Regions from separate parts of the Mus musculus genome. Here region 2 is linked to region 1. A link is a contact called in public ChIA-PET data. All regions are on one chromosome and are shown on one strand. The core of a region is the stretch at or near the end of the contact, and the rest is flanking DNA. Distances in the headings are between cores, read along the strand shown.

Evidence for each region. ChIA-PET counts read pairs in DNA pulled down with a chosen protein or histone mark.
Region 2: an RNA polymerase II ChIA-PET map of memory CD8 T cells shows a contact between it and region 1, with 13 read pairs. The contact joins two enhancer-like sites. A contact is called at or near these places in 4 of 484 Hi-C or Micro-C datasets (cortical neurons, palatal mesenchyme and pre-hematopoietic stem cells) and 3 of 115 datasets of contacts at active chromatin or transcription factors (bone marrow-derived macrophages, embryonic stem cells and memory CD8 T cells).

What each region holds. Positions count from the first base shown.
Region 1 is chr5:129,174,547-129,182,046 of GRCm38.p6, forward strand. Adgrd1 (adhesion G protein-coupled receptor D1) reads left to right here. Exons shown (of 25, transcript NM_001347486.1): 16 at 3,503-3,606; 17 at 4,623-4,734; 18 at 4,997-5,150. Among named protein-coding and RNA genes, the nearest start is that of Gm46923, 62 kb to the left of the region's middle. Within about 2 kb of position 3,540, at least 48 of the 459 cell types and tissues checked have an H3K27ac peak or open chromatin away from gene starts, as enhancers often do. A contact at or near this core is called in memory CD8 T cells, where this site is marked.
Region 2 is chr5:129,521,533-129,529,032 of GRCm38.p6, forward strand. All of the region lies in intron 7 of Sfswap (splicing factor SWAP), which reads left to right. Among named protein-coding and RNA genes, the nearest start is that of Sfswap, 24 kb to the left of the region's middle. Within about 2 kb of position 3,414, at least 50 of the 459 cell types and tissues checked have an H3K27ac peak or open chromatin away from gene starts, as enhancers often do. A contact at or near this core is called in memory CD8 T cells, where this site is marked.

The DNA.
Region 1 (7,500 bases), core at 2,290-4,789:
CTGTGAGGACTGGGCACAGGCAAGCTCTTTCTACAGGACATTCAGCCTGTCTGTGCATGCCAAGCAATGTCCAGCAGATACTTGTATCCCTGTCCTGGGCTGTGGGTCTGCAGTACTCACCCCCTCCACCCAACTAGGGTTCCTCCCTGCCGTGTGCTGTGTGGGTCTGCTGAGCCTCAGCTCTGCCATCTGCAGTCCAGCTCAGGGCTGCTAGCTCCTGGAGGCCCATGGCAGTTATCAGAAGGAGATGGAGTGGGTACCATTCAGTCTGAGAACCCAGGCTCAGCGCCCTGCCTTGAGTTCCTAACTCCAAGTACTCAGCTGATGGTTCTGCTTCTGAACCATCCTTCATCCTTGAACCCCCCCCCAGCCCCCGCCCTCCACACCTGGCACAGAATGAACTTTGAGCATGAGGACCTCAGGGATGCCCTGGTTGTGATGGCTCACGTCAGATTGGGGTGGAGACAGGAGGATGGGGAGCAGGCCTAGCCACTCCCTCTGGAAGTGTGGACCTCTTCCATTAAAACATCAGCGTCGGAGATGGCTCAGCTAATAAAGCATTTATCATGCAAGTGGGGGCTAGAGTCTGGGTCCCTAGCCACCCACAGAAAAACTGAATGGGCTTGGGGGATTCCTGGTTCAAGCTGACTAACTAGGATAACCCCATTGGCTCTGGTTGTAGCCAGAGACCTTACCTCAGTAATAAAGGAGAGAATGGCTGAGGAAGATGTTGGATGCCATTGCTAGAGACCTCAGGGCAGAGTCTTTTCTTTCCTCTTCATCTTCCTAATCCCTATCTTATTCTCTCCCCTGTTGCCTCCCGCTTCAAGTGTTCATTCCTGTCTCCCTTTCTGTCTCCCATTGTCTCATTCACTCCCTGTGTCAGCCTTCTTGTCGGTTGCTTCCCATGAGACATCTTTCCCTAAGGCTCTGGGGAGGCTCCTGGGCCACTTGGGCCATGGATGTGAGCCTAGGAAGTCACATCAGAAAGGACAGTGTAAACTGCTTCTAGGAAAGTCAGGGAGGGGAGGAGAGAGGAGGGACTCTGGGACAGAGCAGATAAAAGGCTTCCAGGTAACGTCTGGGGAGCCCCACCCTAGGTCCTTACTCTGGGGTCCACCAGTCTTATTCCAGAATCTTCATTAAGAATCAGCTGCTCTGAAGCTGGGGGTGGGGAGCTGTCTCCTCTGGGATCCTATTTGAGGAGGAGGCTGCCTTCAGAATGGGGGTCTTGCTCCATGGGGTAAGGGGTAGGCTTGGTGACTAGGTGCAGGGACAGGTTAGATGAGACAGTGCCCAAAAAAATGAAGCAAAGGACTGGCCAGCATGGGCAGCCTAGGCTTGAAGGTGGAAGTGTACCATAGTCTGAGTTTTGGTTTCCTTATGGGCAGGGAGCCCCAAAGGAGTCCAAGAACCAGATGGAAGAGGCATAAGATAGTGGAGGAATTCTTTGTGGATTTTTGTAGAGATTATACACACACACACACACACACACACACACACACACACACACACACACACACACAGAGCCACCTCCCTCTCCATTGGTGGTTTCCATCACCACCGACAAGCCTTCTGAGCCTGCAGCAAGCACCTCTTTGTTCTCTGAACAAAGGGTGAAGATTGCTCCTTTCTTACAAATGAGTAGGTGCATCTTGGAGATTGCTCCAACTAGGTGCATACAGACCAGCCCCTTTCACGTGTCCCCTCAGGATTCTGACCTCCGTGGGGACCTGCTTCAGTGGTAGTTGTCTCTCCAGCCATTCCACACACCCCTTTAATTCTCCTTTTGAGTGCTGTAGGTTAGTTAAATCCCCCTGCTGGGCCTGAAACCCACAAAAGTTCAATGTCAAAGCCTATCTGGCTGTTTTCAAGCCTCTGAGATGAGCTAGGGGATAAAGGGGACTTTGCCAGCAGTTACCACTGCCCCCCAGCACTTTGGGGTCAGGATCTGCCAGCAAAGGGAGGGGGTCCTTATCTCCTGGTATCTGGTGTGACATGAAGGACTCAGTCCTGAGAATCTATACCACACCTGGCCCTGTGTCTTTGGTCCTTGGATTTCCTACCTCCATCCTTGCCTGGCTTTGTATCATAGGTTAATCTTAGTTCCTGACAGCCAGTACAGATAATGGGGAAAGAGCCTATTTTTTGTCTCTGTGGGCTACAGGTATCTCTCAGGAGAGTGGCTGCATCCTGATGTGGTGGCAGTTCCCACCAGGACTCCAGGGACTAGACTCTGTCCTTTAGCCAGGAAGGTAGCTCCTTGTTGTGATTGGCAGCTTAGTCAATCTATCAACCTTGAGGAGTCTCCTGGCTTTTGATGAAAAAGTCCTGAATTTTATTCATTGTGAAGGACTTGTGCACCTCATTTCCCTGGTAAGCCAGGTGGCTGATGGGAGACAGAGAGACTCCTGGGTCCTGGTAGGAAGTATCTGAGGCCCAGATTCCTTATCGGACTCTCCCATGGGGTGACCTGAGCTGCAGAAGGCCTAGTCTCGATGTCTAATTAACTCCGTGAGGGGGTCATGGCATCTCCATCCTTCCACAGTAGCTGGGATGTTCATGCCCACCTGTACCTGCATTGTGTATCCATTTCCATAGGACACAGAATGCTGACAGCCTGGGCTCAGCCCCAGTAAGGCTCCTGCCTGTGGTCAGCAAATGATTGAGATGAGGGATACTCGCCAACCTCGAGCCGCCCAGCGAACCATGGTGGCTCTCAAGGCCTGGCTGTATCTAGGCTCTGTCCAGGGCCAGAGAGTGCATGAGGGGGAAGCTCAGCCTCCGTCAGAGCTGGGACACCATCCGGTAGAGCCAAAAACCCAGCCTTAACAGAACAGGGCCAGGTACCAGATGCTGAGGCATGGATGAGAACATCAAGCCCAGGCTGCTGGGCTCCAGTGGGATGCATAGTCTGTTACATATGTCTTGTATTGCATGGAAGATGGTCTGTCACAACAGATGTCAGTCCAGGTGACCACATAGGTGCCCACTTAAGAGATGGTCCCAAGGGCTGGTGTGTGCCTGCCAGTGAAGGCAAGTATATAGTGACTGTCAATTTGGGGGTTAGTGATACTGAGGACAAGAGACCTGGAAGTGATCCTCTCACCCAGCATGCTGTGTGTAGTTTTCCTAGCCTTATGTCTGTGCATCCACTGGTACCCACCTCAAGCCCCTCACTGTTGCTCTCTGAATTTCATAGCCAGAGGAGGCACATATCTCTGATCATCCTAGATCACCCATTCAGACATGGCTGGGAGTATGGTGGTAATACAGGCCAGGTAGCTTAAGTGGGGAACACAGCGGATACAACGGAGCAACCCAGAGCACGGGAAATGCCAACCCTGAATTCCAGTGTGGTGTAGCCCTCTTTCTGTGAGGCAAGTCTTGGAGGTTGGCATTACAAGGTCAGCACTGTGGGTGTAACCACTTTGGCACCATCCCAGCCAGGGGATGGGATGGATGGAAGGCCAGCCTCCCACATCTCCTTCTGTTCCCGCAGCTCACACATGGACACCAGGTGGCGCTGTCGTCCATCAGTTACGTTGGCTGCTCTCTGTCAGTTCTCTGCCTGGCTGCCACCCTGGTCACCTTCGCAGTACTGTCGTGAGTCACCCTCTCCTTGTGTCCCCAGGAAGTCTAGAAAGTTACTGGAAATATAAGTGTTTCCTGTCACTCTGGCCATTCCTCTGTCTGGCTCTGAAGACCCTTTGGGGGGGCGGGGGCATGCGTCCTAGCTAGTAGGGGTACAGATGTGACTATGTGACTGTTCTCCGGTGACTTTCACTTTCATATCTGAGGTGCAGAAAAAATGGAAATAGCAGGGCCTGTAGGGTAGGGTCAGCAGGTTTTAGACATGTCAGAAAGGTCTGGAAAGTCCCACCTTGGCACTTGAGTTCCGGTGGGATCTGAGCCAGGCGAGAGCTAGCACATACATCCTTGACTGCACCCTCATCAGCAAGCAATGGTGCTTGGTTTTGAGGCCAAGTTATGCATAAATGCCTTTGGATGGGGCCCATCAATAACCAAGAAAGCCAAAGAATAAATAAATGCCTTCTCGAGCAGTCTGCCACGCACAAGGAGACAGTGCAGAGGTGAGCATCTTAGGGTGGGAGGCCAGAAAGCCCTCCCTATTGGTAGTCATCCAGGCCTCCAGGAAGAGCCCTGCCAGGAATGACCATAAAAGAATGGCGGGTCCTGTAGCCACCCTCCTGTATCCAAGAGGCGCCCTCCCTTCCTGCTGCCCTCAATTTCGATGATGCCCATGACGTCATGGGGTGTATTTTCTGCAGGTTCTAATTTAGAATTTCAATTAGTTCCCTCCATCTCCCCCACCCCATCCCTCACAGTGGAAAGGGTGAAACAGAAGAGGGCCCAGGGAGGTTAGAGGAGCCACTGAACTTCCGGGAAGGGCTCAGGCTGTGCAGAGTGGCTGGAACTATGAAAGGAAGTAGGAGGCTAGCCCAGAACAACCAGGGTCCAAGCAGGGAGCTATGGCATGGGCAGGGGTAGGAGCTATGAAGATACTCATGGTTTCTCAAAGAGAAGTAGAGAGGGGACCCGAGTGGGGGTAGGATGTCGAGGCTGAGCTCCGGGACTTACACCCGCCTCTCTGTCTTCAGTTCTGTCAGCACCATTCGGAACCAGCGTTACCACATCCACGCCAACCTGTCCTTCGCTGTCCTGGTAGCCCAGGTCTTGCTGCTGATCAGCTTCAGCATGGAGCCTGGCACGGTGAGTGGGTGCTGACCCTCGGCCGGCAGCTGTCTCTTCTTGAGTCACGGCAGTGGCAGTGGCAGTGGGCATGGCTGGGGAGTAGCAGTGGGCATGTGGGGAGTGGCAGCAACACGGGCTGTAGAACTCTGGCCTGAGAAACTGAGCCTTGCCTCCCCAGGAATAAAATGAGGTCCTGGGAATAAATAAGAGTAAGCAAAGCCTCAGCACGGCCCCCCCATGTACCCCGTGGTCTCACCCTGCACCTTTGCTTGGCTACCAGGTCCCGTGCCAGGTGCTGGCTGTCCTCCTACATTACTTCTTCCTGACCGCCTTTGCTTGGATGCTGGTGGAGGGACTACATCTCTACAGCATGGTGATAAAGGTCTTCGGCTCAGAGGACAGCAAGCACCTCTACTACTATGGGATAGGCTGGGGTATGTAGTAGGGGAGGGGCAGAGGGCAAGGATAGGCTGGGGTGTGTGGCAGGGGTGGGGCAGATGGCAGGGGTGGGACCTATTAATATAGGTTGGGAGGGATGAGGTGGGCCGGGTAGGGATGGGGCAGATGGAATGGAATGGGTTCTGGTGGCAGAGAGGCAGAGCAGGTGACTGTGGGGCAGGGTTTGGTAGAGACGGGATGGGTTTAGATGGAGATGGGGTGGGTTTAGCTAGAGATGGGTTGGGTTTAGGTGGAGATGGTATGGGATGGGGGGGGGATCAGGTGTGGAGGGACATTGCTGGAGATGGGATTGGTCAGCGTGACTCATGGTGTATCAATATACCATTGTCTTGGAAAGAGTCTGTGTTTTGCTGTTGGACAGCGTGTTCAAACCCTGTCAGGCTTAGCTAGTTCAAGGTGACATTCGAGTTCTCCATTCTGACCTAGGTCTTTCCTCTGTTTGCTCTGCTCATTTTTTTTTTGAAGTGAGATGTTGACGTCACTTGGCCCGTTCCTGTTTCTGCTCCCTCTCTGCCTTCCTTTGACTTAAGTGGGTATTTTCCTGTGTGGCGCTTTAATACTCTTAATGAGCTCACCTTGTATTTCCTGGGTCGTTTTCTTTAGCGGTTACCCCCGCACATACTGTATGCATTTCAGCATATTAAAATCTATTTTATGTTCTCACTAAATTACAGTGAGACGGGGAAGCGTTGCTGTTAAGTGTTTCTATTACTTTATCCCCTTTTTTCTGTGGTTATTGCTACACATATCACAACTGCATGGGGGGCCAAGGGTTATGGTATCTCTTTATCAACCTCCCCTCTCTAACAGAAGCCAAGAGAGGAGACCGAGGGTGTGTCTCTGCAGGGTGTGTCTTGTTATCCATCGGACGTACCATGTCTGGTCTTCTGGTCCTCTGCAGATGTCCCTGCAGTCTGAATTGCCATCTGGTCTTGTCACCACGCTCCCACACTGCGTTTCCCTCTCTCCCTCCCGTGTACCTTGGAAGCTTATTACATTTCTATTTGTTATGGACCTAATAATGCAGCTCTATAAATGTCATTTGATATTATTGCTTTTTAACTCAATTGAGAGAAAAGAAAAGAGGAGGGCACCCAACTCCACCGTTGCTTATAATTTCATAAGCTATTGGTGTCATTGTGTGTAGGTCTGTGTTTCTATGTGTGTCCACGAATCTGGGTGCGCGCACGTGGGTGTGTCTCTGTGTTCGCGAGTCTGTCTTTCTGTATGTGTGTGTACATGTGTCTTTGTGCCTGCACTGATGTGCCTGTCATTGCTGTGCGTGCCCCTAGCTCTCTTCCCTGAGCTGAGCATTCTCTTTTCTTTCTGTATCTGGCGAAGCAGCTCTGTCGGCTGTTTATCTCACAACGTCCATCTTGCCTTCATTTTACAAGGTGGCTGTGCTGGACTCGGTTGCTTTTCCTAGGGACACCTTGTGTTCCCTCATTGCCTCTGTCTCCACGGTTGGCCCTGAAGTTCTGCTCTTCATTCTCTCAGGTCCTGGAGCCGGAGGGCTGCTTTTCTCCCATCTCACCCAGCGTTTCCTCTCCCTTTCAGCCTTTGCACTCAGTCATGACCAGGCTGCCTCCCTTCCCAGCTTCCTGGCATTCCTCCTGGTCCTTATCAACTGTTGAAGCAGCCGTGGTGTCTTCAGACACCTGCTTTGCTCTGCTCTCCTCTCTGGCAGCCTGCAGTGCCCACCAGAAGTGCCATGGTGTCTGAGTTTCTCTGGGAACCCTGTTGGCTCCTGTTTCCTCTGATCTCCATGTAGCATAGTCTGCATGGTCCTGACTCTTCCTCCGGCTGCCTGGCCCCTGCCAGCTCCTCTAGTGAAGTTTTCATTTCAATGATTATACTTCTTGGTTCCAGAGTGCTCATTTGACCCACGTTTCTTCTTTGAGAGAGAGAGAGAGAGAGAGAGAGAGAGAGAGAGAGAGAGAGAGAGAGAGAGAAACGCATCTGCTACCTGATGCGTTCTGCTGATAGTTACTTCTATCAGTGTCTTTAATGGCACTGGTCCCTCCCAGGCAGTCTCTCAGATATGTTGTCACTCTGTGATCTTGTGTGACTTAGGACCTTTTGGATCATATAGTTCGGGGCTCTGAGCCTCCTCCTGTGGCTACCTGTTCACTGGTCCACTACTCTGTTACTTGGACTGCTTGAAGCTGGCCCTGGGCTGGCATTTCCTATCAGAGTGGAGGAACAGGGTGAAGTTCGAACCCAGCTGGTGTCACGCTGTTCTTCAGAGGGCTCTGGGAAGGGACAGTGGCCCCTGAGAGTCAGTTACAGTAGGGCACAGAGGGCTGTCGCACTTGTATTGATAAA
Region 2 (7,500 bases), core at 2,164-4,663, 350 kb after region 1:
AGCAAAATCTCAACCTTGCAAAGTGGAGACCCCTCTGCCTGGTGAGCCATGGCACAGGCTACCTGCAGGCGGGACCACTGCCCCTCGGGGAGCGCCTACAGGCTTAGCACAGACAGCCCAGCACTGGCTGGCTCTGCAGCAGGAAGTGCAGAGGAAAGTGGGCACAGCCAGGGCTCAAGAGCAGTGTCTGGAAAACAGCCAGCAAGAGCCTGTGGCTGCCCACCAGCCGACTTCTGAGTCTGAGAGCCAGATGAGTTCTCCTAAGGAGAGGCTGGGCCAGGAGGGAAGGCCTTCTACTTTAAACCATAGTCAACGCTTGATTACGTCTACGAATGCATTTTTGTTTTTAATGAAACTATTAAGGAAATGGGGGAAATGTTTAATGTACAAATAAGTTTCATAGGTGGGATATAAGTGGCAATCCCCTCAGAGCCGCTTCAGATAAATGAGGTGAAAATGAGTGTATGTCATTTTAAAGGTTTTGCTCAGCTGTTCCCCAGCTGCTGCACAAGGGCTTACCTAGGGAGGCCCCACAGGGCAGAGTTGGGTTGGAGGCCACAGAAATGGGCATCTTAACCAAAGGGCCTGAATGGAGAAACAGATGTCACTGCAGCAAAGAGGAAGCTGACGGGCAGTGGCTTTATTAGTGGGATTATGGGGTAAGCAGGCAGTGTGAGTGGCATTAGGTGTAAGACTGAAACATGCACATCCAAAGCATGTCCCGTTAGTGCCAAGGATACCCAGTCTTAGACTTCAGTGATAGCCAGAGGCTGAGGTGCCTCTCGCTACTGAAGCATAGTAGTAGCTACATGAATATTTTGCCCCCCTGCCCGCCTCCTGAGCACTGGAGCTTGAATAGAGCTATCTGCACTGTTGGGGGCCCATAGAGTGTGTGGCTTCTGAGGAAGTAGAGATGCTGGGGAAGAAGGCCAGCATGAGGTGGAAGGGACGTCTGTGTAGGTGTCTGAAGATATACAGTGTCATTGAGAACTGGGAGAAAGAAGCTGAGGTGGAGGGCTAGCTTGTGTACTTGCCTCTTTGAACAGGTCCTTGCCAACAGACATGCAGATTTTTGTCTTGGGTGTTTGTTTGTTTGTTTGTTTGTTTGTTTGTTTTTTGAGGCAGGGTCTCATGTAACCCCAGCTTTCCTCAAACTCAGCCTTGTAGCCAAGGATGACCTTGAACTTTCTGCTCTCCTGTCTCCATCTCTACAAGCTAGGATTGCAGACATCCACTGTCACACCAGGTCTTAGGTGGTGCTGGGGAGAAACGTAAGGCTTCACACATGTTAGAAGAAACACTGTACCACTGAGCTGCATGCCACCCTTGAGTGTTCAGGTATGTCTAGGGTTCCACTGCTGAGTGAGTTTTCACAGCTGGGACATTTGTGTGTCTAGGCACATGGCCCTGCGGGTCTCTGCTAGCAAAGCTAGCAGCTCTTCTTTCCTTTGGTGCTACTTAGGAGCTCAGGACACACCCAGCTCCTGGGCTTGCTTCTCACTAATTTCCCCAGATTTGGGCAGCCTGGGAAAAAGAACATCTTACTTTTTATGTGATAAAATTTCTTCTAGAAGCTCTTTAAGTGAAGATGTATAAAATTAACAATTTCTTTCATTTCTTAACTTGATGGTAAACCATTTTTCAAGCCCTATTCTATATTACTTGGCTACTTTGCAATAAATCCTTATAGAAGAGTATAATTAAATTATGCAAGAGGCATTAATGCTGAAATATTGTCCACTGTCAGAGCCAACAATGCTTTCTGTAATGTTCTATAAATAACTAAAGTGTTCCTTGTGACTGAACTTTCTGTGTGCATGCACAATTGCATGTGAGTGGGGATACACGTGTGCCACAGTGTTCTTCTAGAAGGTCAGAGGATAATCTCGTGGGGTCACTTCTTCCCTTCTACCTTGGCCTGTGTTCTCAGAATCAACCTCAGTGCATCAGGCCTGTGCACAAGCAGTTCTACCTGCTAAGCCACTTCCCGAGCCTATCCTAGTTTACATTTTGTTACCATATTTTTAAATTTTATTTTATGTGTGTTATCACAGCATAGTACATGCAGGGCGTTCCAAGGGTACCCTGCAGCAGTCAGTTCTGTCCGCCCCTGTGGGTCCCAGGAATCAAATTCAGTTGTCAGGCCTGGCAGCAAGCCTCTTTGCTCACTCAGCCAGCTCACTGGTCCCTGTGCCAGTGTTTCACAGCTGGGTGGCTGTGATAGTGGCATTGTCTTTTGTCGACAGTGTAGTTGTTAGTCTAGAAAGGTAGGAAGAAGCAAGGAAGGCATGGCCGTGGAACTACCTCACCACAGAGGAGAGGGATGACCTGCCTGTAGCTGCACAGCAAAACTTAAGCAGTGTGGGTTATGGTGGGAAGATTTTCCTGGGGCTCAACCACAGACCCTGGGATCCAAACTCAGAGCTAAACTCTAGGTGTAGCTGTTCACCACTCAGAAAGCCAGCCCTGGAAGGTCTCTTTCTAGGTCAGAGTAGAGATCTAGAGGTAGGGGATGTAGCTTAGAGGTGGAGCACTTGCACGGCAGGCTCAGGACCTCGGGTTCAGCCCCGGCCCCAGTAAGGACAGGAGGTGAAGTTGCATGCTTTTTTGTGAGAGGGGATGAGTCCCTGTGAAGTCATTTCCTTCCCAGGGTTTCTAGCTCACAGGGGCAGCCTTTGCATAGCACATCTCCAGGCCCTGGGCTCACTTTCCCTTTACTTAGCCCTGTTCCTAGTTTTTGTTAGGACTATTTATTAGCTTCATGTTGAGAGAGCATATGAGGAATGTGTGTGTTCTGTCTCTAACTGTAATTCCCACTTGCTTAGCCTCAGTTCTGTGGCTCACTGGATTGTTTTTTCCAGCACAGTATCTCCAGTTGAGTTGCTTATGTGATTCATCTCTTAGACAGTTTGAGTCTCATAAGCTAGGTGTTTTCAAGGGCTCTTCAGAGGTTTAGGTAAAACAAATGAGCACTGGTAACTGGTAGGCTACCTGGACTCAGAGGACTCAGGAAGTAGAGGCAGGAAGCGCTTGCATTTAAAGTCAGCCTGGCACGTACAGAGAGTGAGACTTTTTTTCAAAGGAAAGAAAAAAAGCCAGCCTTCAGCCTTCATATAAAAGAAGACCATGTCCGGGTCTGGGTGTGAGGTTTTCAGATAACAGTTTCTGTCCCTTGGAGTCTTGTGAACCAGAGCCCAGTGTAACTCTTGACACCACAGAGGACCCTGGGCTGGCAGGTACTGGTGTTACTGGTTGACTGGTTTTCTTCTGCTGGATCTCATGCTGTTCTCTTAAATTCTTTCATGTTTGAGCATGTTGGCTGCCTTTTGACATACACTGCAACACAGCCTCTGCTGAGCCACATGCGCCTACAGCATAGTGACTCCGCCCCGTGTTCAGGAAGAGGCTTCAGCATTGTCTTCCTACCCACTAGCTATGTGCTGTTTGCACTTGGGCACCTGCCAATGCCTCTGCCTTCAGTGTCAGTTGCTTAGTCAGTCTGCATTTCCCATGTGTGCCTTCAGTAGGAAGCTCACAGTCCCATTAGTCGGATGCTTTCAGTACCACTTTCTGGCTGTTGGTCTGCGCCTCCTTTCCCTGTGAGTGTCCTGTTCTCTGCTTGTGGCTTGCCTCTCTTTGGCATCAGGTGATTATTTCTGTCTTCTGTGGTCAATCCTGTTCGTGCTGCGTTGCTTCTGTGTTTGTGTTTCAGTCCTCTTTCTAAGCTGTACAGTGGAGTCAGGGCTAGACCTTCTTAGAAGTCAGGAGTACACATTTCCAAACATGTCACCACAGACAAGATACTTGAACAATAATATTTTGGTATAAGCCAGGAGGTAGAAGCAGGAGGATTAGAAATTCTACATGAAATGCTATCAGAGAAACAATACAAAAACTGTGTAGCCATCAGGATGTGAGAACCACATTTTCCATATTGTAAAATAACTATTTTCCTTCTTTGTTTTTTTCTCTTGAGTTGTTTAAATATATGAATGGGGCCCGGGGCCTGTGAGAGAACAGATGACAGTCCACACTGACCCCTGATTGACTGACAGTGCCCAATCATCTGTACTCACTTAGCTTCTGGCCTAGTTGTCTGTCGTTGTGATAAGATGTCCTGGAAAAAAAACACCTGGAGAGGGATAGGATGTGTGCAATTCACTATTGCAGATCACAGTCCATCACAGAAAGGAAGGCTCAGTGGCCAGAGCTTAAAGCAGCTAGTCGCCTCACACCCACCGTCAGGAACAGAGAGACGGCTATGCCTAGGGAGTAAAGTGCGGCCTGTAAGAAACCCTGGCTCAGACGGTAAGGTGGAAAGCAGTTAAGGAGAATGTCAGCTGAGGACGATACATACATGTGCTGACTTCTGATTTCCACATGGATGGATGGATGGCTCACATGCACTGTGTAAGTTTTAACTTAGTTCAGAGAAGATTTTCAGAAAGAAAGTCTAATCTAAGAAAAGAAACATTTTTTAAACATGTTGGACGCTGTAGATGCATCTGGTGGCCCAGATGTGACCTTCATGCTCACTGCAGAAGTCATTCCAGTTCCCATTTTCAGGCTGATGTCAAAGCTAGTCTTTCTTAAAGACACTTTAAAAAAAATTGTGTGTGTGTGTGTGTGTGTGTGTGTGTGTGATTCTGTGGTTCTATATGTGTATGCCTTTGTGTAAAGGCCAGAGGATTTTAGAAATGCCTACAAAATCACCCCCTTTAAGACAATGTTGCTAGTAGCCTGGAGCTCACCAAGTAGGCTAGACAGCCTGGCCAGAGTCCCAGGGATCCGTCCTCTTGGTACCACTTTCCTAACTCTGGGCTTATAAGTATTTACCACTGCACTATGCATTTTTTTTAGGTTCTGGGACTTGAACACAGGTCCTCATGTTTAGTGTGAAAGCACTTCATAAGAGAGCCATCTCAGCCGGGCGTGGTGGCACATGCCTTTAATCCCAGCACTTGAGAGGCAGAGGCAGGTGGATTTCTGAGTTTGAGGCCAGCCTAGTCTACAGAGTGAGTTCCAGGACAGCCAAGGCTACACAGAGAAACCCTGTCTCGGAAAAAAAAAAAAAAAAAAAAGAGCCACCATCTCCCTGGCTATGGAGATATTTGTAAGGCACTGGGTTGTCTGGAAGCCTCAACAGGGCAGATAAACTAATGTGGAAAGTAATGTTCATTTTCTCAGATATATCATGGTGTATGTGCCCTATTTTAGCAGACCATGGCAGTTGTCTGCTGTGATGGGACATCCTCGAATCAGTGTGGTGAGCCAATTATCAGGTTTCTTACACACTTGCAGAGATGAGGACAGAGACATTCCTCTATTTGGGAGTTTGGAGGCTACCTGACATTATTTTTACCCTCTGCAGTGGAAGAGTCTGTGTCAGAAAGTGCTGACCGCTTTGGACTAGGAAGGGAATTCCTGAGAGTCAGGTACCTGAGTTCAGAGGGTGAAACAAGGAATCTAAAGACCTGAACTGACTGCATGGAAAAGAGAAACTTGGGTTCTCCTCTGGGGACCCTAAAGCTTTACAGTATCCACTCTGTGAACTTTGCTGTCCTGAGAAGGAATGACTCAGCAGTGACAGTGACTGTTGGTGCCAACAGAAGTGCTCAAGACATCATGGCCTCCCCCTCGTGTACATTTCTAGTGTGAAGGAAGCAGGGCCTCGCAGAGGTAAGGGAGAGCCACTCACCTCATAGAACCTGCTGCAGCATGCAGATAGCAACAGGCGTCTGTTGTCAGGGAAAAGAGGGTGTGGAGTTGCTCATTGACTCTGAGATTACTATGGTAATAACCATCCTGGGACTGGTCCAGGCAAAACATAGTCATAAAAAATGACCACTTCTGGCAAGCTGGGCTGTGGTGCTTCAGAGCAAGCCTTCCCAGCCAGTCACCTACAGGTTTGCCTGAGTTATGCTTTGTTATGCCTCTTTGTGGAAGTAGCTACATTGCTAGATACATGGGAATGAGAGATGTGGCTGGTGTTGGGTCTCGTGCCCTGGATCGTCAGTTTGGTTGTGCTGTGAGAGTGCAGGAGGTGAGCAAAGCATACTGCTGGCTGCCTGGCGAGTGTTTCCTGAGAGACTGCAGGGGATAGTGAAGGACACTGTTGGACACAGCAGTGGATGTGTGATTGTGTCTCCACAGCTGAATAGGTTGTCAGGGCTTTGATCTAATCTGGAATTAGTTTCTTGATGACTATGGCTATGACAGCATTATTGGGAAGGATGGAAAGGAGAAGATGGAGCCTTTGAAGGACATGGCATTTGTCCTGACTTCTTTCCATAGTCCTTTTTCTGGTTCACCATAGTGTGAACTAAGCAGCTCTGAAACCATGAGCCTGGATGAGTTCATTCCTCCCCTGTGGACTTTAAGCCTGGGATTTTGGTCACAGTAGTGCAGACTGACAAACTGAGTACAGCATTGCAGTGCTAAGGAGTAGATCTGTAAGCCATTGGGGTACAGCCACTGACATCACAAGGCTAGAAAAGAGCAGGAAAACAGGGAAGGATTGCCACAAGTTCAAGGCTAGGCAAGCCTACAGAATGAGACCTGTCTGAAAACAAACAAAATCAAGAAAGTCACAGTTGTGGGTGGGATCAAAAAGAGCTGTTATTCCACTGACTTTTCTGCTTTCAGGAAGACTTTGAGAAAACAAAGACAAGTGTTTCTGTAGGAAGTTCCAAGATTGTAGCCCTTGGCCAGATTGTCAGTGTGCTTTCAGCAGCCTATACCTGCAAAAGACATGTGTGTGTAGCCTGTGGTTTGAAGATGATTTGTTACAAGGGATACCAAACTCAAGCCCTATTAGATGAGGCTAACCCAAGAAGAGTGCCTCTTTCCTCACTAGTACACCCGTACTGATGGAAGTAACAGTCTCGAGACAGCAGCTTTGATGATAGTGTTAGTTCCACCAAAGTGGACATTTGGAGCTGAGCATATCAGCACACACATGTCTGTAGCTACCTAGCAGTCAGGAGACCAAGGTGGGCAGATGACAAGAAGGAAAAACTGCCTGTTTGTTTTCATTTCTCTCACATCATATAAAGATCTAATAATGTCTTCAGTTTTACCTGAAGGTACACAGAAACACAATCTATGTCTTTCTTTTTATTACATTGTAAATTTTTTGTGTATCTGTATATGTGTGGCTGTGAGTATGTCATGGCATAAAAATGGAAGTTCAGGGATAACTTGTAGGAATCAGGTCTCTCCTACAGTATGGATGGCTCTTGGAGATCAAACTCAGGTTCGAACTCAGAAATCCGCCTGCCTCTGCCTCCCGAGTGCTGGGATTAAAGGCATGCGCCACCACGCCCGGCATATCTGTCTTTTCTACAGATGTTTACCAGCCTCTACTCTCAGTCTCAAATTGTGAGGTAACTTATCTGAGTATCCATGTGTCAGTTACCCACAGAGATGTGTTCTAAAGAGGACAATGTCAGAGAGTTTTACTTTAGGATTATATCTTGGAGTGTGTGTGTGCCCCCACTA